5 separate regions of the Mus musculus genome follow, and regions 1, 3, 4 and 5 are each linked to region 2. Evidence: chromatin contacts called from public HiChIP or PLAC-seq and promoter capture Hi-C data. All regions are on one chromosome and are shown on one strand. Each heading gives the region's core, a stretch centred on a gene start, on an enhancer-like site or on the middle of the called end of the contact. The rest is flanking DNA. Distances are from core to core; before and after follow the strand shown.

Region 1 (4,071 bases), core at 39-2,538, 550 kb before region 2:
TTTTAAAAAGGCAGGCTTCTTTTCCCTTCCCACAAGGGAAAACCAGAAGGGGTGGACCACTAGCCCTCTTGTGAAAAAGATGCTCCATCAGTTCATTCAAATTCCAGCCCAGCAGGTCCACTTCCTGCCTCTCCCATCCTTTGTCCATCCTGCAGAGGAGCGCTGTAGTTTGCTAGCCCCACACAGAACTCCCTAGGGCCATTCCCTCGCTCCTTGGTGACCCTCATCCCTCCGTGGCCACCAACCCTCAACCCCCCCCCCAAAAAAACTAAGAAAGTCCACCCTGCACTCCATCTCAAAATGGCGTTCCCTCCCCCAGCTCCCCCCCCCCCCCAAGAAGCCTCATTCCTCACAACATTCTAAGCTCCAGGGCTGTAAGTTTTGCATCCTCTTTTCTTCCCAGCCAGTCGTAGTGTATATTCACACCATTCTCTCTGGGCCAGATCTCAGCTGATGGGAGCAAAACCCTGTCTGTCTGTCTGCTTTCAGCTTGTTTCCATTCCATCCAGGGCCAAGCTTCCCAACTACCAAAATAGGCAAGTGTCCCAGGTTTTCCTGCCGTACCTCTAACCTTGGTTCCTTGATTAAGTACTTGGTTCCTCTCTACACAGAACTGGACTCTGTCCAACTTGTGTCTCTAGGTCTTCAAGTGTTCACTCAGGAGATGTTTTTTTATCCACAGGTCCCTGTTTACCATTGGAGTTGGTTCTTAAGGATCCTCAGAAAGCATCAGGGGAGGGAACCCTGGTCCACAGCTCTTGCCCCACCCCACCCCGATCCAGGCAGGAAAAGGAAGCCCCTTTGTATGCACAACTTGCTGACAATTGCTGGCTCTTGCCAGAGTGGCTTTCCTCTCTCAACATAGGAAGCTGCTAAGAACTGCAACAGGGCAGAGACAGAGAGAGACAGAGAGAGAGAGAGAGAGAGAGAGAGAGAGAGAGAGAGAGAGAGAGAGACAGAGAGAGAGACAGAGAGAGAGACAGAGAGAGAGACAGAGAGAGAGAGAGACAGAGAGAGAGAGAGAGAGAGAGAGAGAGAGAAAGGAGGAGCTGTCCCTTCCGAAGACAGCAGGGTTGCAGAGGCCGCACAAATGCTACTGTGAGTTATTTCGGGACCAGCAATGAAACACCGAGCCAGTCTTTGCTCTCTGAGCCAGCCACACCAGCGCGGTTCGACTTTTGACATCTTTTCCCTGTGACGAGAAACGGCTGGCTCTTTCAGCAGTTATAGGGGAAAGGGCCTGCTAACCAAAGGGAAGGAAACCCACACCACAGACCCTACAGGAAGGAAGGCCTGCGCCTGGAAACTCACAGGCAGGAGCCATTAGAGGGCAGCAAGTGTCTGGGAACCCAGGCAGCAAGAATCTCTCTCTCTCTCTCTCTCTCTCTCTCTCTCTCTCTCTCTCTCTCTCTCTCTCTCTCTCTCTCTCTCTCTCTCTCCCTCCTCCTTTCAATTACAGGGTGTCTCTAAAGGCAAAGCACCAGGCTCCAGCGTCAGCAGAAATACGAGTTGGAAAGACCCAGACCCAGGCTGTTGGAAGGGAAGGCACCCTCCAATCCCCAAAGCAGGCCCCTCTTGGCAAGGTCGAGCAGTGGCTGTGCAGGTCTCACCCTTACTGCCCCGGAACCCCCCTGGGTCGAGGACCCTGGCAGAACCAGCGCTGCTGTGCAGAGAGAGAGAGGGTGGGGAACTTGGGCACCCAGCCTTTTGTGTCACTTTGCTCCTTGGCCTCCTGCAACTCTAGGACAAAGGAGCGCCTGGGAGCTGCCAGCAGCCTGGGGGCACCACTGGGTTTGACAAGGAAGGACGAAACCTGATCCCTGCCAACGGGACAAGTCCTTGTGCTGTTCTGTGAGGTGACCCAGTTCTGAGACCAGACCGCTAGGCTCTGATCACACTGCATCTCTCACACACCCTGCTCGCACCCCTCGGCCTCCGAGGTAAGACCGTCGCATCCTTCCTTCCACCCGGACAAGTGAGAGCTGCCACTGGGGCGTCCCCTGCGGCAGCAGCTGCACACTCTAAGGTGTTGTGTTTTATTAAAAAATAAATAAATAAATAAATAAGAGCCAAAGATATGTTTGATAGAGCCAGGTATGGTGAGATGGGAGGGGTGCCTCAGCTAGCCCATGCTGAGGCATCCCCTAACCCCTGAGGTACCAGCCATAGGATAGTATGGAATAGAGTTTATTTAGGGCAGGGAAGGGGATTTGGGAAAGGAGTAGAGGGGGCGGGGGAAGAGGGAAGAGAGTTGAGGAAAGGCTGGCCAGGAACATGTGGAAAGAGGGGGAAGGGGGAAGGGGTCAGGAAGAGAAGGCGCAGAGCAAGCAGCCCCTTTTATATAAGTAAGCCAAGCCTACCTGGCTGTTGCCAGGTAACTGTGGGGCAGAGCCTAGAAGGAATACTAACATTCCTCCGTTTTGATTTAATTTTTTACAAAGGAAAAACTAGAAAGAGGTGATGGTAAAGCAGGAATCGGGTCGCCGTAATTTTTAGGGGCTTCCTGCGGACTTTGGGGCAACATGTCTCTGGGAAACCTAAGAAAATGGGTGTATGGATGTTGGTCTTAGGAAAGCTGGCTGTTTCCTTGCTGTCCAGGGTCTGTGGACCCATCTGTGAGTAGGAAGGAGTAGGCCCAGCAGCAGCGGCAGTGTCTGTGAGAGTAGATTAGCACATCTGTAGGTTACTTCACTGGAACGGTCCTGGATGTAGATTTTGAGTAAACACCTGGACTTGAAACACCCAGCTCTCCTAAGACTACACTCAGGGGAAAGGGATGGCTCAGCATAGGCCTGCAGAGACATCCTTGGCGCTCTCTCTCTCTCTCTCTCTCTCTCTCTCTCTCTCTCTCTCTTTCTCTCTCTCTTTGGTTTTTCAAGACAGGGTTTCTCTGTGTAGCCCTGGCTGTCCTGGAACTCACTCTGTAGACCAGGCTGGCCTCGAACTCAGAAATCCACCTGCCTCTGCCTCTGCCTCCCAAGTGCTGGGATTAAAGGCGTGTGCCACCACGCCCGGCTTCTTTCTCTCTCTTTTTTTTTTTTTAAATAGAACACAATGTAAGGGACCCAGGGGCAGCTAGGAGTGGTTTCCTGCCTATCCTGCCAAGGAGCCTCTTTATATTTTACTAAGGCTTCTACCAGGAGAAGGCTTCTGGACTCTAATTAGAGCCCAGTCGGGGTAGGTCACTGGGAGACAGCAATTGAGGGTCTGGTGCAATCTGGTTACTCATTTCTTTCCCCAAGCCCCCAGAGGACAGCCCTGACTCACAGTCACCGGATTGGAAGACCTTCAGATGACATGTTCTAGTTCAAAGGGCCTGGGCAGATTCAAGTGTCAAGTTGAAGGTGACAGGTTACCAAATCCTAGCACTGAGCTTTCGCCTAGCCAACACGCACAGGCTGAAGCAAGATGCCCTGTTCACCTCCTTCCCAACACTCAGTCTCATGTCCACCCTGTTGAGAAGAGCTCCCTTGCCCTGGCCCTGACCTACAGCAGGTGACCTAAGTAAGGCTAGTCTCCCCATCCCGTCCACCATACCCGATGTTTCTTGGTCAGATAATTCTTAGTTATTTTGGAGTCAATGCTACTACCCCCATGGAACCTTAGGCTCTGAGGCCCTGATTCTCTGCCTTTGCTTTTCCATGGTCTGCCCTTGGGACTCTCTCCTCCTTTAGCTTCATGACGTAAATAAGAAGAGGCTATGGGAACCTCTAAACTAGATTCATAGATAGACCCATCACTCACAGTGAGAACACAGTGGCTAGGAACCTATCGGAGTGTGTGGAGGACTTTGCCAGCATTGGGAGGCGTTCTGATTTCCTGTAACAGTAGACCAGGAATTCAGACTAAATTTCCCACTGACAACCATTCAAGACCCTACAAAATATAAAAGAAACCCAGTTCTTCCAACCCGAGAAATACTGAGCCATAACGTTGGCTGCTGACCTTAGAAACAGTCACCAGATTGGAAGATATTCACGGGACAGGCTCTGGTCCAAAGTGACCAAGTGGACTGATCACCACCCTCATTGCCTAGCACACTGCTGCTGTCATTAAAAACTCAATCTGATG
Region 2 (4,470 bases), core at 1,240-3,739:
GCCTAATTTTCCTATTAGATGTAATTATGTATGTGCATGTATTTGTATGTCTGTGCATGTCTGTGCTTGTGATTCAAGGAGTCCTGGGAAGCCAGTGGTGTCCCCAGTGGTGTCCGAGCTGGAGTTACAGGAAGAGGGGGGTCACCTGACCTGAGCACTGGGAACCAGACTCCAGTCCTTTGTCTGAGCAGTATGCACTTTCCCAGCTGCACCCACATCTCTAGCCCCTGATTTTCCTATTTACAGTCTTCTCTTTTTACATCTAGTGGGATAGATTAGTTCATGGCTTTTAAAACTTTTCCTACTCACTATGTAAAGTTTACATGCACATAAAGTAGAATTACAAACAAAACACTTACTGATAATAAATTATACAGAAATTTATTTTAAAATTCTTTTGATATACATATAATTTTACTACCTGTTAAATAGGAAAGCAAATTTACATACTAATTAGATGTGTTTATCTGACATAATACCATCCAAAGATATACTATTTTAATATTTATCTGCTGAGAAATGGAACCAGGAAAACATTAGGTCTGCTTTCTGTAATGAAACGATTATTTCTGTAAGACCAGAAAACTGCAATGTACAGTAAAAAAAACTCTGCAGTTCATAATGAGAAGTCCAAAGCCTTGGGAATAAAATTTTCATTTCCTGGGAGGCACACTGGGTTCCCCAGGAGTTGCTGACAATGGGCCTTCAGTCAGATGGCCCTGACTTAGGGAGGCTAAGTCTGGAACTGCTGGAGGCCACCTAGCTGGAGGAGATAACAAGGCCAGAACAGAGCTGGTTTCCAAAATTCTTTGGTCTCAGCAATTACAATGAAACTAGGTTAACAACCAATCAGAATTGTACTAATGTTACTGCGTTGCCCCCCTATTGGAGGTTACCTAATCCTTCTGGAAAATTCTCTTAGCCCTCCATTAAAGGGGTCCATGAGCCCCTCAGGTGGTTGCCGTTTTGATAAATGGTTGGCCCCTGAATGCTGGTAATTTCTTCAGTAAACACTCTTCTTGCCTGTGCATCCTATTTGAGTCTGGGGTCTTCCTTCAGCTATTCTTGGACCCTAACAGGAACATATAAGTTTCAAATCTGAACAGAGGTATTTCAGGCAGTTTGCTGCTGTGAGTTGGTATAGTGGTGAGAACAGTGAAAGCTGTGTGAAGTTATCATGGGTGAATATTGCCCGAAATTTGTCAGATTCACCCCACCGTTTAAATTATGAATCAAGTTTTGGGTGTGGAGAATTTATCATGACTCTCCCCACCCCATTATGGGGCCATGATCTTTAGTTAAGAAACTCTGGTCTACACAGTTAAAACACAGGCTGAAAATACCCCCCATTCTAGTGGCATATTATCAGATTGTCTCAGTCTATCCTTAGTACCTGTCTGCCTGGATGACTTTGTTAGATTACTTATTTACTGAAGACGTTTTCAAATCGATGTCATCATTTGGTAAACTGTAAAAAACCAAGTAGGCTAAGGAAGCTAGGCAGGGCTGCTGGAGGACTCAACCTTGGGCTCACCTTTCCCGTCCTGCAAATAAACACTACCTGTTCGATGACAGGGATGTGTTAGTGCCTTAAATCACTTTCCAAACGCAAAATGTTTCTTTTCCATGGGCCTGTGACTTGCAACTACACTTTAAAAAATGTATGTGCCTGTTTAGTATACCCGTGCCATGTGTGTGTAGGATCCTCTGGAACCGGAATTATAGTAGTTGTGACTGGCCCAACCAGGTGCTGAACCAAGCCACCACCACCCAGGCTTGGTTAGCCATTCTACCTAAATCCATTGTTTGTTTGTTTGTTTTTTTTTTTCTTTTCTTTTTCTTCTTCTTCGAGGAAACAGGGTCTCTCTGTGTAGCCCCTCCTGTCAACAGGTTGGCCTCAAACTCAAGAGATCCGCCTGCCTCTGCCTCCCAAGGGATGGGATTAAAGGCGTGTGCCACCACCGCTCGGCTTGAGTTAAAACCGTTTGAAGATAATGAGGGCTTGTGAGATGGCTGAACAGGAAAAAGCGCGGACGACCAGAGTTCGGTTCCCGGAGCCCAAGGTGGAAGGAGTAAGCCCTCAAGTTATTCTCTGAACTTCACTCACGGAGCACGCATACACAAGCGCGCGCTAGATAATACTTAACATTTTAACATTTAATAAAGGCAGAAAGAGGTGTCACAAGAGTTCCTGCCAAACGCAAAAAAAAACCTTGAACTTCCCAACTTAAAAAAAAAAAAACAACAAAAACCAACCACTTGTATCATTGCATCTCAAAACAACGCACCAACGTTTCTAGAGAGCAAAAGTGTGCTCACTTCCATGATCCATCGAGCTTCTGTGACTCAGGCTAAGGATTCCGGGTTTCCTCCCGGCACACCGGCTCCGCGGGAGGGAGAACACCTTCCAACCGTCCCCACCGAGGGCACCAACTGGTGCGTCGCAGGGCGCTCGAACGCCCCAGTGTGACGTCCTCCGGACCGCACCTGGGTCCAGAGGAAGAAGGTCAGAGGACGCAAGTCTTCAGGAGCAGCCGGAGGAAAAAAAAAACAGGCTGACTTCCTATGACCGTAAACGCCATGGTGGAGCAAGAACGAAAGGCTGGGGAGCAACAAGAGCTACACATCCCACGCTACAAACAACGCACCACGCCCACTTCACATCGCGGATTGGTCTTTCCCGGCCACCGTCACGCGCATGCTCCCTGAGGGCACTAGGGTTTGGAGAGGCCCTGCTGGTGGCATACTTCCGGCGTTGCACTTCCGGCCTGTTGGTGGCCGCGTTTGCCGAAACCCTGTATCCTGACACCCCGGTGGCGCCTGGTCGTTGCCTTCTTGGGCCTGGCGGTTGCCGAGGGATTTGAGGGGCGGGAATCGCGGAGACGCGTTTGGATCCTCTAGGTGGGAAGCAGGCTCTTCCGATCGCGGCCTCAGGGGCGCCGAAGGCTCACACCCCTAGCCATGGACTGCAGTCTGGACAGGATGGCTTCGGTGGTCCCCGGGCAATTTGACGACGCGGATTCCTCAGACAGGTAGGCGGCCGGTGGTGACACAGGGACTCCTCCGATTCCGCCAGCTCCACATTGGGCTCGGGGAGCTGACAGCTGACGGCTTTGGATTTTTCTCGGGGTGAGCAGCTTGTGAAAGCTACCTACCTGTCAGTGGGTCCCGGGACGTTTAGCAGAGAAGCAAGAGTTGGGGACCACTGAGGAAGGTGGGCCTTTTTTTTTTCCTTTCTTTTCTTCATACAGGCTTCCATACACAGTGAGCAAAAGTTTTACCTCTGCGAGTATGATGAACAAGACAAATCAAGTCACTACTGTCTTTTTGGAAAGGAGGGCAAACCAAGAGGCTAGCACCTACAGCGTAGCGGAGAGAATTGAGGCAAAAAAGGGAGGCCAGCCAGGTCGAGCCTTCCAAGTGACTGTGAGGAGTTAAGATCCTGTTCAGGTCTTACAGGCCAGAGGAGGGCTTTTGCAGCGACAGAGCATCCGTCATTTGATTTATGAATTAAAGGAACTGGTGAGTCATGTAGAAGATGTTCGTAGAGAGGAGTGGAGCAGAGAATCAGTAAATAAATAAATAACCAGCTTCAAACCGGATGGCTCCTAGAGCTGCTGTCGTAGAACGACTTCGAGGTAGCAGTGTTGAGGTTTTGTGGTGAAATTGGATGTGAGGTCCAAAAGCAAGCAGTGACGGAAAACTTCCCGTTCAAAAGAAAAGAGAATTTACACATAGCCATTTTGAAACAACAAAGAGTTTTGCGTACCTTATAGTCAGGAAGATTTTATTCATCAATTGTGAGCGGTTGTGATAAGTATATATATTGACCACTCTGTGTGTCAGATCGAGTGGTAGGGAAATATTGGTGACTACCGTTTTGATTGCCACAGGGGTTGGCCTCTGCTAGGGGAGATAGATATTCACACGAGGTAAATTATTTGAATTAAAATTGGTGAATAGTACAAAGGAAAAAAATGAGTGATCAATAACATATGGTAAATAGAGGGTAAGTAGGGCTTAGCCGGAGATGTTGGAGATTTCCAGCCTTCCACTGAGGAATGGGCACATCATCTCAGAGAAATCCTTACGGAAGCGTTTAAGTGGGAAGAAGGGACAAGCTTACTTTGCCCACAGGCCCCATACACGCAGGATATTGTGAGACTGCACCCATGGTCCTCTGCTGGATCTGATTTTGCCATTGCACCAATCCAGAGACATTTTTATATGTCACACCTGGGCTGAGACACTAGTGGTATCTGGTAGGTAGTTCCGCATAAGACAACCTCACAGCAGAGGATTGACTAGTTGAGAGCATTCACATAGTTGTGCCTTTAACATACCTGTCTAGATTATTAGATTTGTAAGTGAAGAGTAATTTATGTATGATACTTATGAAGCCCTAGTAAACTGCAGCTATCAAATGATAGTCTCCTTCCTACTCATGCCCGTGGGCATTTAAAGCCCTGT
Region 3 (4,252 bases), core at 742-3,241, 620 kb after region 2:
CGATCAGACTTACTCAGGTCACTCAAAATGACAAGGACTGATCTACACGGTGAGTTCCAGGACAGCCAGAGCTACTTAGTGAGACCTTGTCTCCAAAACCAAACCAAACCTAGGACCACCAAACAAAACCCAAACCACCCAACCAAATCTGGGGAGAAAAGAGATGGCTGGGAGGTTAGGAGCACTAGCTGCTCTTCCAGAGGACCTGGGTTCAAGTCTCAGCACCCACATGGCAGTTCTTAACGATTTATATAACACTGAAATGTTGTATATAGGTGTATATATAATCTAACACGCACAATTCTTAATGCATGTTTAATTATCAGAAACATTATTTTCATAACAATTCTGGGATTCCGTAGCCTTCAAAGCAATCACGTTTGGCAGGGTTGGGGGTGGGTTGTTGTTGGTGGTGGTGGTGGTGGTGAGGGGGCAGGTTCTGAGTCCTTAGCCCAGGCTGGCCGAGAACTCTTGGTGATCCACCTTTCTCAGCTCCCCAAGTCCTGATGTGAGCTACTTCTAGCGGGTGGATAAGTAGTAGTTTCCTCATGTACTGATGTACCATAATCTAATGGACCTTGCTCCTACAGTTGGATCCTTAGACTGTTCCTTGTCATTATTATTGGGAATCTCGCTGAGCACATCGTAACTGCTGGTGTACTGTGGTTAGTTTTCAACTAAGGAAACACGGTGATTTCATCTCTAGTCTTTGGTCTGTACTCACAGAAAACCAGAAACTTTCAACTGGGACTCACTGTGAAACGTTTCCATTACACAAGGCACTAAAACCCAACTCTGAACTTCAAACTGAACTTGGTCTAAGACTGAACTTGGGTTTATTCTGTATTGCACTACTCTGTTTTGGGTGGCTTACTGGACCCAAACTTACATAGTAATTCACTGGTTTTCTACATCCTTCCAAGTCTAATCTCTTGAACACCAGCTTCTCACTGAAGCTTAAATCCCACCTCCTCTGTGGCACTGTGCCACTGTCCTCAATGTATTCCTCCCCTGTCGCTTGTCCTATTGGGCCCTTAATTGCTGGTGACTGTCCCTCATGCCTTGAAAGCAAGACTGTCTCTCATGTCTCGGCAAAGCCAAAAAAGAGGGTGTGCAAAGGAAACTGGGCTGAGGACAGAGCACATCACCTCTGGGGAGGATGGCCTTCGCAGCCTACGGCAGGCAAGTCATTTAACCTTTCCAGGTGCCACATTAAGTTACTGTGAACCCCACAATACCGCTACGATTTAGACATTAAAGGAAAAAACAAAACAAAACAAAACCTTTGGGCCCAAACAGGAACAAGCCATCTAGATCTGGAATCCCGTTCAAGGCACACTCTATGGTTTCCCACTACCATTCTTCCTCTAGTACCATCTTTCTACGGCAAATGATGAGTTACAAAGGACTCACTTTCTACACCCTAAGAAATCAGGATTCTTCTATCTCACCAAGCATTCCACTGCCCCACACCCGGAATCTTCCTCAATTCTCTGCACAATGCACATCCAAGCGGGTGTGTCGCCAGAATGAGCAGGGTCCTATTCCGTGTTCCCTCCGCCAGGCGGCTTCCAGGAATCTGTACCGCTCGCCCGGCCAGCCGCTGGAAAGGCGGTCGCTGAATGAAAGGACCAGGCACGGCTAACGGCCGCCTACAGGGATCTGAACCCCTGACTCTGCCCAGGCCTCCGCGAACTGGCTTTCTGCTCCCCGAGGGGAGGACGGTGACATTTGCCTGGAGGTCCAGACCGAGCCACGCGGCCCGCCCCGCACGCACGTGGGGAGCGGAGTCCATTCCGATGCCCCGGCCGGGTCGCGTAGGCTCCGGGTCACCCCGCCGCCCTGCTGCTTTCCTACCGCTGCGCCTCACCTGCCGCTCGCCCTGAGCACTGTACTTATTCCCCGGCTTCAGTCCCAGACTCTTCTCCAGCAGCCTCAACTCCGCGGCCGCCGCCATCTTCTGGCCCAGCTCCTAGGGAGGCGGGGCCTGCACAGCTAGGACCTTGATTGAGCAGGAAGTCCGGCCCCACAGATGTCTCCCACGATTGGCTGGGAGGACGGCAAGCGCGCCTGCGCGAAAGGGGCGGAGTCAGCTCAAGGCAGGGGGCGGTTCGTAATTAAGGGCGGGGCCAACCACATTCGGAGTCCGGTGGATTGCTCACAGTAGGCAGAGGAGAGCACGGAGTGTAGACAGTTTCACAGAAGAATGTATCCGAATCTTAGTTTTGTTTTCTGAGACAGGGTTTCTCTGTATAGCCCTGACTAACCTGGAACTCACTCTGTAGACCAGGCTAGCCTCGAACTCAGAAATTCGCCTGCCTCTGCCTCCCAAATGCTGGGATTAAAGGCATGCACCACCACTGCCTGGCTGAATGTATCCGAATCTTAAAGATTGAATCATTCATTACAATGCTTATAAAACTATTGTAGATCAGAAGAATAATTTAGATTATTTGTTTTATAAATATAAAGCATTGATTCCCAAACTCGTCAAATAGTTCTCCAAATAAGAAAATTATAGAACAATCTTAAATTAAAATAAGGATAAGGGCCAGTGACCTAGCAAGGGAACTTGAGATCTGTGGTTGTTTGAACGAAAATAAGCCCCCAACCGGGCGTGGTGGTGCACGCCTTTAATCCCAGCACTCGGGAGGCAGAGGCAGGGGCAGGCAGATTTCTGAGTTCGAGGCCAGCCTGGTCTACAAAGTGAGTTCCAGGACAGCCAGGGATACACAGAGAATCCCTGTCTCGAACCCCTCCTCTCCCCCCCCCCCAAAAGAAAGAAAATGAGCCTCCATATGCTCACCGGGAGTGTCACTATTGGCGTGACCTCGTTGGAGTAGGTGTGGCCTTGTTAGAGAAAATGTGGCAGTGGGGGTGGGCTTTGAGGTTTCAGATCCTAGTGGCATTCTTTTTTTTTTTTTTTCCTTGCCTCCTGCTGATCCAGATATAAAACTCTTGGCTCCTTCAGCATCATGTCTGCCTGCCTGGGGCCATGAGACTCACTGTAATGATAATGGACTAAATTTCTGAACCCGTAAGGCAGCCCTAACTAAATGTTTTTCTTTATAAAAGTTAATAGTAACTCATGGTGTCTCTTTACAACAATAGAAACTCTAACTGAGACAAGTTGAATCCTTATGTGGTGGTTTGAATAAAAATGGTGATTATAGGCAAATGAACAGTGACCAAGACAGAAGCTGGTACCAGGAACCAAGATGTTGCTGTGACAGGCTTGATTATTCTGTTTGTTGGGGTGTAGTCTCCCCTCCCCCAGCCTGAAACCTGCTTGTTCAGGGGTGGAGCTTCCTGCTCATTCGTTCTGCCACGCCCACTGCTAGAACCTGCGGAGGTGCACCTTTCTACTGGACCAGAGATTATTCGTCGGGAGTTGGGTCCCCTCCCCCTTCCTTTATAACTAGTGTCGCAACAATAAAATTTGAGCTTTGATCAGAATGAATTTGTCTTAGCTCCGTTTCTTCTTTCGCCCCGTCTAGATTCCTCTCTTACAGCTCGAGTGGCCTTCTCAGTCGAACCGTTCATGTTGCGAGCTGCTGGCGGCCGCAACATTGGGGGAATATGGAAGACTTTGGGACTTGGACTAGAAAAGTCTTTGGATGCTATAAGTGAAACTTAATGGACCTTCCTAGTAGGGGCATGGAAAACAATGCTGAGGGTGATTTGAACTATGGGGCCCAGATCAAGAAATTTCAGAGGGGAGGAATTTTAGTGAGTGGCCAAGAAACCATTCTTATGATATTTTAGCAAAGAATGTAGTAGCTCCCTTGTGCCCTTGTCCTAAAATTAAAAAAACAAACAAACAAACAAACAAAAAAACCAACCTAAATTGAAGACTTTGGATTAATACTGTTGGCAGAGATTTCAAGGTAGCCCAGGATTGACTGTGTCATGCAGTTGTTGGTGGTCACACTTAGCCAGATCTATAATGAAAAGGAGCAAGGAAAAAAAAATACAAAAGATACTGTTTGAGGAGAAAGAGAGCACCGGGATGTTGGAGCCAAGTCTGGCGCTCAAAGAGATACAAAGTTTAAAGGAAAGCCTGAAGCTACATGGAGTAAAGGGAGTGGTGACTTCAGGACAAGATCCTCACGCAGCTAAGCTTCCAACTTGTGAAAAAATTAAAGAAAAGCTTAAACAGTGATGGAAACCATAAAAAAACCAAAGTTGATGCACACGTGTTTGAGTGAGGGGAGCAAGTTCCAACCTAGCAAGGTGCAGAACCTGGCAGCTT
Region 4 (4,315 bases), core at 1,763-4,262, 580 kb after region 2:
GATTAGACGTTTCAACATCTGTACTAGTAAATGTGATGTGTATTTTTATTAATGTAGAGCAATGAATAAATTACTGAAACACTAAGAAATGTCCAGGTGAAACCACCACATTATCTCATTAACTTACATTTTACCCTGCTTTTCCACATTTGGGTTATGATACAGTTCAATGTAAGCCGAGCATTGTCTAGCTAAGGCCAGAAACTGTGATTGTCCACTGAGCACTTGCCACCTTATCTAAAGGGACATGCAGATGCCACACTGAAGACGGATGGCTTCAGGCTTATATGCAAGGGTTATGTTGTTGTTTTTTTCTTTCTGTGTGAGACAACACTTTCAGAAAAAAAATAAGGAAATGTTGAAATGTAGAAAAAAGTCTATATTTGAATTATTAAACATGACTGGGGGCTGGGAAATGGCTCCGTTGGTGAAGTATTAACATTTAGATCCTGGAGTGCAGCAGGCAGCTGTAATTGCGGGCTGCATTGCAGGAGGGTTCGTCAGAAACAGGTGGATCCCTGCAGCTCATTGTCAGCAATGTACCCAAATCAACGAGCCCTGGGTCAAGGAGGCCCTGTTTCCAAAGGTGAGGTAGAAGGAATTGAGGAGAAAACCAGATGTCCACCTCTGGCCTCAAGAAGCACACATGGCCATAGGCACACTGCACATCACACACACACACACACACACACACACACACACACTTAAAAAGATCACAGGCACACTGCACATCCCACCACACACACAAACAAATCCAAAAAGATGACAGTGCCACTATGTTTTCAACACATCTTAATGTGTTAGCCAACTTTAAATCTTTTTTTTTTAATTTTTGTATATTTGTAATGTGTATCAGTGTTTTGCCAGCATGGACATTTGTGTATCACGTCCATGCAGTGCCTGAGGAAGCCAGAAGAGGGCACTGGATCTCCTAGGACTGGAGTAATGGACAGCTGTGAGCCACCATGTAGGTGCTGGGAACTGAACCTGAGTCTTCTGGAAAAGCAGTGGTTTAACTGCTGAGCCATCTCTCCAGCCCCATCTTTCCGTCTTTTAGCCACTGAATTGTAGAAAATGAACTCCGAGACGCTGGATTAGAAGCAACTGCTGACAGTGTCCTAACAGGTCTGAGAAGTCTGTGCCCCTCTGCTCGAGTCACCCATTTTTACCTTTTTCCGTTCCTGTTCTCTCTGCTGGAGTCTGCAGATGGAGTCGTTAGCTGCTTGCACTGAAATAAAACAGACGGTGGGTTTCAGTGGCAGCCTCTGGTCAGGAAGACACGTCTCTGGAGTCTTTAGCTCTCAACAGAGTGTATTAAAGATAGATATCAGCTGCCAGTGGGGGTGTGGCCAAGAGGAAAAATGCACGATGTCAGCATATTCAGGATGGCATGGCTGGAACAACCGCAGTTGGGAGCTCTGAGCTGTCACCCAAAGAGCACAGAAATACTAAGCCCCCTGATATGTTGGCATCAACCGCCTTAATCAATGTTCTCTGAAAAGGGGTGAACTCACAGTCACATTCAGAGCAACGAGGCCCATCATCTGAGCCTTCTCTCTGAGGCAAGGCCCGACAGCCAGATGGCCCCCATGGTTTTCCACTCATTCTTCTTGTCACTGCTCCTGTCTTCTAACTAGTTCATCCTGGATGCTGCTACAACATTTACCTCTCCCAGGTCTGAAAGTTCATGAAATCATTTCCATTTCTTCAGAACCAACATTCTAATGTAAAGTGAGCATCCCCAAGTTCAAAATGTTTTAAAATTTAAGACCTTCAGAGAGCTGGCATGACGGTACAAGTAGAGACTTCCACACCAGACCCCATGTGTCTCAGGAAAGACTCCGGTCATAAAATATTGCACAGCCACTGCCAGGCTGGTGTGAACCCCTGAGTTCCTCAGACCTTCCCATCACCAGTCTAACTTTACTTCTGCTCCGACAAAGGGAACTGGTCTGCAGGCTAGCAGGCAGCTTTGCCGTCTGTGACTGCTCTGCCCTTCTGCTGGTCCACTGATTCCTGACATGCTTGCGGATCCCTGCTACGCGCCTCGTCCTGCTCTTGCTGGGTTCCTCCCTTCTCGGCTCCTCCTCATCTACCTGCTGCCTTTGCGTCTTAGCCCTTGCTCTGGGCACACCGACCTCCTTGCTCTTTCCACTGTGCCGGCCGACCATACTCCCACCACGAGGCATTTGCACTTCCTGCTCCTCAGAACACGTTTCTCCCAAGTCTCCTGCAAGTCTGTCTGTGTCTTACTTATTTTACAAATGAGGAACTAACAACAGGACCTCAGGATGGACATGATCATTCATGAGAAAGATAGCAAACATGCCCACTAAGAGATTAAGTATTATCAATAAGAACCACGTAACTGGGGAGTAAGCTACGTGAGTGCGAGGACCTAAGTTTGAATTTCCAGCTGCTGTGTCTGCACACCCCACACTGAGGGTAAAGGCAGTCTAGCCAAAACTCTGAGACCCAGGGTCATTGTGAGATCTACATCACAATCTGGTTCACAAGTGAGTTCCAGACCAGCCTAAGCCACAGGAAAGACCCTGTCTCAAAAGTCACTCTTGAGCAGTGTCAAGTGGTGGTGCGCTGAGGACCCTGTTCACCCTACTACCCTCACACAAAGCCCTCACTCACTCTCCCTGTCCTCTGATGAAGTGCTTTCAGTTGTGAATTCCCTCAGCAGAGGCAGACTGCTACAGGACCACCCTCTGTTACAGCTGCTGAAGCTGGAAGCCATCTGTCTGTCTTCTTCTCCCTGCCTAGGGCTAACGACCCGTCCACATCAGGGCAGGGACAGCGGTTTCTCTTTCAGAAAACTGTGAAGCCTCCACCTCCTGGATGCAGCCAGCAGATTTCATTTTCAAAAGCTTTATCCTCAGCGGCTATTAACAAACTTTCCTAGATCACAGATGACATCTAAGGACGGGGGATTAGCTTACCAATCATTTTTCTTCCTTAACAAAACAAGAGAGGAGTTGATTAGATCTGCCTTCTTCCTGCGGCAGTGAGTATGACCTCACCATCCCTAAGCATGGTGCTATCATTTCCTGTTCGTCTTTTTTCCTTCCTGGCTCTGTGAACAGATCTTAAAAATCTGTGTTTCTGTCCTCGGGTCATTTTCATTTTTGGATCACCCCAAGTGCAGTGTGAAGAAAAGTTGAAGGGCCATGTGACTTCTGCTGTCACCTGTCACAGCACCCCTGCCCCAAGATTATAACTACATCATCCCCCTCCCCTTTCCTCCTCTAAAACCTGCCCATCCACTCTTCTTGCTCTCTTTTCAGGCCATGGCCTCTTTGTTCGTTATTACAACAAGCATACATGGACATCCATGCATAGCCTACATGTGACCTGTGCAGTCTGTAAATGTTACTTGCATGCATGCTTTCAGGGCTGAGCATTTGGTTCTGAAGAGCAAGCTACTGTGCTCGTCTCTGGGAAGACCATGTCTCCTGCTCCCACCACTCCTTAGCTGCCTGTAGCTCTTTGAGTGGGGCTGAGGCCTGTGGGCTTTTCCCCATCCACTTTGGCATGTCTGTGGGTGTCACCTGTGCTTAGCTCATGCTTAGACTGTCATGGTGATGAGACTTCATGTGTGTAGCTTCTGTCATTACTAGGAGACACAGTCTCACAGCAAACTCCCTGGGCCTCTGGCTCTTACAGTCTTTCTGCCCCTTCTTCAATGTCCCCTGGGCCTTGGATTCCGGAGTGTTAAGCAGATATATTCATTGGGACTAGGCTCTACAAATTTGCATTCTGACTAGTTATGGTTTTTTGTGGTGGCTCTGTCTACAGTAAAAAGAAATGTCTTGGATGAGGCCTGAAGCCTATACTTATCTGTAGGCTGTCACAGCCTTTACAAACTTCTTTTGGATGAAGGGGATAAGCCTACACTTGTCTTCCTCTACAGAACTGTCTCCATGTTTGGAAACAAGATCCGTCTTCAGAATTTGCCTCCCTGTGAAGTTATCCACATTCCAGCCACATAGAAACAACACAGAAAAGGCTTTTTTATTTCATGTTGTGTGTGTGTGTGTGTGTGTGTGTGTAGGTACATGTGCTCTAAAAGGTCAAAGGGCAGCTTTGGATTTGGTTCTCTCGTTCCACTGTGTGGGTTCTAGGCATCAAACTCGGGCTGTCAGGCTTGGCAGCAAGTGCCTTTCCCCACTGAGCTTTTCTGAACTTTTAGTTTTCCTTTCTAAAACCTATAAATAAATAATCACCTGACCACTCTATAAAAGTCCCATCCTTAGTGATCAGTGTGACCAAGAGAAGGCTCATATTGTACCACTTCACATCACTTTGT
Region 5 (4,668 bases), core at 1,282-3,781, 600 kb after region 2:
CAACATCTGAGCTCTCGTTCTTCCCCGACACTGGCTTTCATTCTCACCAGCTTCTTCCCAGGTTTCTGACCAGCCCGTATGCTGTGTTCCTGAAGTGCCAGAGTGGTCTACTTCTATCATGTCACATCCCACAAGGTCCCCAAATCACCTCATCTCCAGTGAGTATCTCCTTAGGCAAGCTGTTTGTGATATTTACACAGCACCCCTACCACTATCTCTTTCCACGTGACTGAGAAGCAGTTAAGGTTTGTCGGTTTGGAGACATCTGTTTCTACAGTCCGATGATAAAAAGGAGCCACTTAAGACTCTGCAGATTAATTTAGTTCTACACAGAGGTAGATTATCAGTCACTCCTAAAACTGCAGCTGTGGGAAACTATGGGGGAACAGATCATGAAATACAGATTACCACAGAAGTTACGTTGTGTAAGGACATTATAATAAATCCATTGTAATAATTCAGAGTTTGTAAGAGTCCAAATATTAAATATAAATTCTGCTAGCATAACCATGTACGTGTAAAATATAGACTTCTATAGATATCTAACTCTAGTCAGGCTATATGCATTCTTTTACTGTTCAAAAAAAAAAGAGTACTGAAATGTATAATCCTTTGATCTCTACTTGTTTGTAACCTAATGTGAAAGCTAGACAAATATCTCCTCACAAAGACACAGAGAAGTGCTTTGATGGAAGAGCCACGGGACTACAAGATGAGACCAAACAGAACTACAACTCTCTTAGTACCTAATAAAGGGAAGGCTGTGTGTGTGGGTCCTGAGTGTGAAAGTGAGAACCAGTCTCAAAATAAAAAACAGAAAAGGGAGTTGGTAATGTAGTCTCTAGTAGTATGGTATTTGTCTAGCATGTGGGAGGCCTTGGCTTGGCTTCCAGTACTGGGGGAGTAAAAACAGTACTGCTTCAAAATTTAAAACTTCCGCCTCAAAGACACAATCAACAGAATGATAGGCAACCAGGCAAGTGAGAAAAATGCCTGCAAACACCTGCTATGGGTACTGAGGAGACAGATGTGTGTGTGTGTGTGTGTGTGTATGTGTGTGTGTGTGTGTGTGTGTGTGTGTGTGTGTGCGCGTGTGTATCAGCATTAATGGTATAGCGGCCAGCAAAGTTGCCTTTCAAGAATATATCAAGAACTATAACTCAATAACAGAATCTACTTACACGAGCAAAGGACTTAAATGGATATTAGATGACTACCTAAAAAATGGGTAGTCAGTTAAGCACATTAACCAAATATTAGAGGAAATGAAAATCACAACAGGGAGTGTCATCTCACACGCATTAGAATAACTAGTACCAAAGACAAGAGTTGGTGATGACAGGTGACTAGAAAATGGTATAGCAAATACAGAACATGCCAACTCCTCAAAAAGTTTAAAGAATAATCAAATGACCCAAAAATCCACTACTGGAGATACAGTCCCAAGAACTGAACACAGGACCTCCGAAGGATGTCTATATATTCATATTCAAAACAGCCTTATTTCCGAGAGTGGAGCTGTCCAAGTCCTCAGAGGCACTGGACCAGTCAAATTCACAGTGGCATGAGGAGTTATGGTTTAATGCATACAAAGTTTTGCAAGATGAAAAACATTTGCGGATGGAGTCATGGTGGCCCAACAACAGCCATACAACGACTAATCTTCACTGAGATTGCACAGAGAAAGAATTCTAACTTAGTCTTAACACACACACACAATACTACTGGATCCCAAATTAAACCTAAGAAACAATGTGAAACACAGTTTAAACAGTCGCAGCCAGCTCAGCTGGGGCCGCCCACAGATCTGGTAAGAGTAAAATGGGAACCGCACAGATGGTAAGCCACCACTCTCCAGGCAGTGTAGGACTGTAGCCCAAAGTTGGTGGAATAGGCGGGTTGAGCAGGGAGTTGAGGGAAGCAGTGGAAACTGCAATTGGAGGCTTCTTCGCGGTTAACGGGGACTTCTGAGGTTTAGGAATTAAAGCTAGTTGTTATTGTAATAATTTAGGTCGAAATCTACTAAGGCTGAAAGGGGACAGCTCAGACCGGTACACTGTATGGTACTGAGCGCTGTGTTTCAGGACGTTTTCCCAAGTGTTCTTCCTGGCATGACCCCCAAGGCGCAGAGGACAGAGGACGAGAGGGTGAAGGACCGAAGTCACCCTACTACGTGTGGGGCTCCAACTAGTTCCCATTCTCCGCTTGTGCGCCCTTCGCCCATTGCACGTAACTGGGTCCTGCGAGCTGGGACCTTTCGTCTCGAGGCGGGCCAGGCAGCTGAGGGCTACAGGGGAGCCGGGGAGCACCAGGAGGGGCGGTCCCCAGCACGCTGCCCCCACCCCGCACGGAGGACCACGCCCTCCACTCCGTACCCTTGATAATGAGGTGCGCCGCACCCGGAGTCCCCAGTGAGTCCCGCTTCTTGCCGCCCTGGGCGGCGTCGCACGCTACAGGGGTCTCGGTGCCTCCGCCACTCATCCCGACCAGTTCCGCCCACCCGCGGCGTCCACGGCGCAGGCACGGACCTTTAGGGAGAGAGACGCTCTGGTGTTACGTCATCACAGGGCGTCGGAGTCGTTGGGTTCGGGGAAGGCGCCGGGAGTGTAGCCGATGCGGCCATGCTGGATGAGGGCAGATGATCTGCGTATGGGAGGTGTTTGAAAATTACTTGTTTCTCGGTTATCCCATCCTACGCCGGTAGGAACTAAACTCACTATGGTTGGAGCAAGGCGCGGCGAGCAGAAGAATAACAGTAGTAGTATATACATAGTTTCTACATTGTTACTGGCCACCACTATTTTATAAAGCATTTTGACATGTATTGTCACCTTAGGGTCATCATAGCAACCTGAGGAGACAGATCATAATTTTTTTAACAAATAAAGCAACACGGTTAGAGGTTAAGAAACTCGTTTTTGTTTTGTTTAGGTTTTTTGTTGTTGCTTGGTTGGGTGTTTGAGATGGTCTCCCTAAATTAGACTAATAAGTGCTGACATTTGATATATTCCATAATGTTCATTTTCTCAACAAATTGTCATGCTTCAAAGAGAGCAATGCACGGCCTCCCAGTGGTTTTTACCTCCTCATCATCCAGGGGTTCTTCCTTAGGACTCAGCTGTGACCGCTTCCTCCGCTACTCTCTTCTGAACAATGAACAATGTCATCCTAAAGGGTCTTAGTCCAGTCTGAAGGAGGAACGTAAAGCGACATAAACGGCAGGAAGAGGAATCGTTCCATACCTGTGGATACTAGCTGTTGAGGGGATCAGGAAAGACTTCCCAGAAAAGACCAGTGTTTGTCTCCAGTCTTGAAGTGAGACATGGAGAGAATAACTAGGTGAAGCAGGAATTGGGGGATTATCGCAGAAGAAATGGTAAACCCCCAAAGGAGGACAAATAAAAAATTTAATTTCCTAGCTTTTTAATCAATATGTAGAAATCATAGTTTTCAAAGACATTTGTTATTCTCCTCACTTCCAAGAAATTTCATATTCATTTTTCTGCATTGTAGAAAAAAATTTCTTTCCCTTTGCATAATTTCCTTTATGACTGTGCACCATGAAGACTCACTACAATATGTGAAATTGAATGCTTTTCTTACATTAATGTGGCTGTTTGTTTTTTTTTTTAAATGTTGATTCTGGATTTCACCTCTGAAATTTGCCAACTCTGTGTTGTGATAAAGAAATTCTAGTTGCCATAATTAACACTTTGGAAATAGAATTGGGTCTTCAGATAGTTTCCAATAAAGCGTCAGCGAAGGCAAAGAAGCCGGAACCTGAGCTCTCTGGATCCCAGCATTCCTGCCCTCCGGCAAGGACATTCTTGGAAGCACGGCTTGGGAATTCCTGCTCTATTTCACCAGTTTCTACTTCCTGTTCTCACCAATACATTGTTACTTCTGGAATAGCAACAAGAAGACAAGGCCAGTACTCAGTACCGATTTGCAGTTACGGCTGACTTATGATACCTGTCATCAACAATGTGACATTTAAAAAATACTTTCTATGACTGAATCTGCGAACACAGACTCGAACAAGGGCTGACTTAGGAAAATCTCCATTTTCAGATGAAGAGACCTAAGGTCAGAAGGGCCACAGCAGTTCCTGCCTTCTCAGTAGAGACATGCCACATGATGGATTGTGAGGATTAATGTCATGTTTTAAGTTTAAATTACTGTGCTTAAAACATTAGAATTATAAAACAAAAAGGCCTGTAAGCCTCCCTTGCCCAAGGAATAACTTCCAGAAATAACTTCCTGGAATCCTTGGGGCTGTTATCCATGTAAGATAACAAATCACGTTTTGCTTCTTCCAACAAGCCTAATTACCCAAACTGCACAGGCTATGCTTGATCACACATAGGTGGGAGGTGTATAGACAGTAAGTCCGTCAGAATAGATGTTTGCTCCTAACCGTACACAGCCCTGTGGGTTTTGCTTTTATAAGCCTCTGACTAAGGTAATTCACTAACATTCTCTAGGCATCCCTGGTATGGACCGGCCCAGTGTCCATTATCCTGGCCAGTATTATAATAAAACTAGCCTCAAATTTTGATCAACATATTTGGTAGTGTTCTTAATTCCCACATGTGAGATTATCAGCACCTCCTGTTAGGAGACGGATTTGTTTCTCTTCACCTTGAATTTGGGCTGGCCTTGTGACTT

The links. Promoter capture Hi-C pulls out the DNA fragments that hold promoters and counts their contacts. HiChIP or PLAC-seq counts read pairs in DNA pulled down with a chosen protein or histone mark. Capture Hi-C pulls out chosen DNA fragments and counts their contacts.
Region 1: a promoter capture Hi-C map of pre-B cells shows a contact between it and region 2, with 6 times the contacts expected there. The contact joins the enhancer-like site here to the promoter of Riok1 in region 2. A contact is called at or near these places in 5 of 39 promoter capture datasets (the C10 cell line, HPC-7-derived erythroid cells, embryonic stem cells and 2 more), 9 of 115 datasets of contacts at active chromatin or transcription factors (astrocytes, double positive thymocytes, embryonic basal ganglia and 6 more) and 1 of 9 other capture datasets (liver).
Region 3: a promoter capture Hi-C map of adipose tissue shows a contact between it and region 2, with 2.5 times the contacts expected there. The contact joins the promoter of Eef1e1 here to the promoter of Riok1 in region 2. A contact is called at or near these places in 12 of 39 promoter capture datasets (the C10 cell line, the HPC-7 cell line, HPC-7-derived erythroid cells and 8 more), 4 of 484 Hi-C or Micro-C datasets (B cells, CD4 T cells, CD8 T cells and 1 more), 12 of 115 datasets of contacts at active chromatin or transcription factors (the 230-238 cell line, the NIH/3T3 cell line, astrocytes and 9 more) and 2 of 9 other capture datasets (adipose tissue and liver).
Region 4: a contact with region 2 is called in a promoter capture Hi-C map of liver, with 2.9 times the contacts expected there. The contact joins the enhancer-like site here to the promoter of Riok1 in region 2. A contact is called at or near these places in 13 of 39 promoter capture datasets (the 3T3-L1 cell line, 3T3-L1-derived adipocytes, the C10 cell line and 7 more), 1 of 484 Hi-C or Micro-C datasets (the G1E-ER4 cell line), 13 of 115 datasets of contacts at active chromatin or transcription factors (the 230-238 cell line, the SCID.adh cell line, astrocytes and 8 more) and 1 of 9 other capture datasets (liver).
Region 5: an H3K4me3 HiChIP or PLAC-seq map of forebrain shows a contact between it and region 2, with 5 times the contacts expected there. The contact joins the promoter of Bloc1s5 here to the promoter of Riok1 in region 2. A contact is called at or near these places in 8 of 39 promoter capture datasets (the C10 cell line, embryonic stem cells, frontonasal cranial neural crest and 4 more), 4 of 484 Hi-C or Micro-C datasets (B cells, CD4 T cells and muscle stem cells), 20 of 115 datasets of contacts at active chromatin or transcription factors (the 230-238 cell line, the SCID.adh cell line, Th17 cells and 15 more) and 3 of 9 other capture datasets (adipose tissue, embryonic stem cells and liver).

What each region holds. Positions count from the first base shown.
Region 1 is chr13:37,481,548-37,485,618 of GRCm38.p6, forward strand. The region is part of intron 1 of Gm40914 (a long non-coding RNA gene); the gene reads right to left. Among named protein-coding and RNA genes, the nearest start is that of Gm40914, 3.7 kb to the right of the region's middle. Within about 2 kb of position 1,289, at least 166 of the 459 cell types and tissues checked have an H3K27ac peak or open chromatin away from gene starts, as enhancers often do. A contact at or near this core is called in astrocytes, double positive thymocytes, embryonic stem cells and 5 more, where this site is marked.
Region 2 is chr13:38,034,500-38,038,969 of GRCm38.p6, forward strand. Riok1 (RIO kinase 1) reads left to right here and starts at 2,490. Exons shown (of 17, transcript NM_024242.3): 1 at 2,490-3,032. The coding sequence starts at 2,962. Cage1 (cancer antigen 1) reads right to left here and starts at 2,438. Exons shown (of 13, transcript NM_027724.2): 1 at 2,320-2,438.
Region 3 is chr13:38,657,037-38,661,288 of GRCm38.p6, forward strand. Eef1e1 (eukaryotic translation elongation factor 1 epsilon 1) reads right to left here and starts at 1,992. Exons shown (of 4, transcript NM_025380.2): 1 at 1,871-1,992. The coding sequence starts at 1,957.
Region 4 is chr13:38,611,474-38,615,788 of GRCm38.p6, forward strand. Bloc1s5 (biogenesis of lysosomal organelles complex-1, subunit 5, muted) reads right to left here. Exons shown (of 5, transcript NM_139063.3): 4 at 1,170-1,228. Among named protein-coding and RNA genes, the nearest start is that of Bloc1s5, 21 kb to the right of the region's middle. Within about 2 kb of position 3,013, at least 26 of the 459 cell types and tissues checked have an H3K27ac peak or open chromatin away from gene starts, as enhancers often do. A contact at or near this core is called in the G1E-ER4 cell line, bone marrow-derived macrophages and liver, where this site is marked.
Region 5 is chr13:38,632,561-38,637,228 of GRCm38.p6, forward strand. Bloc1s5 (biogenesis of lysosomal organelles complex-1, subunit 5, muted) reads right to left here and starts at 2,532. Exons shown (of 5, transcript NM_139063.3): 1 at 2,376-2,532. The coding sequence starts at 2,481.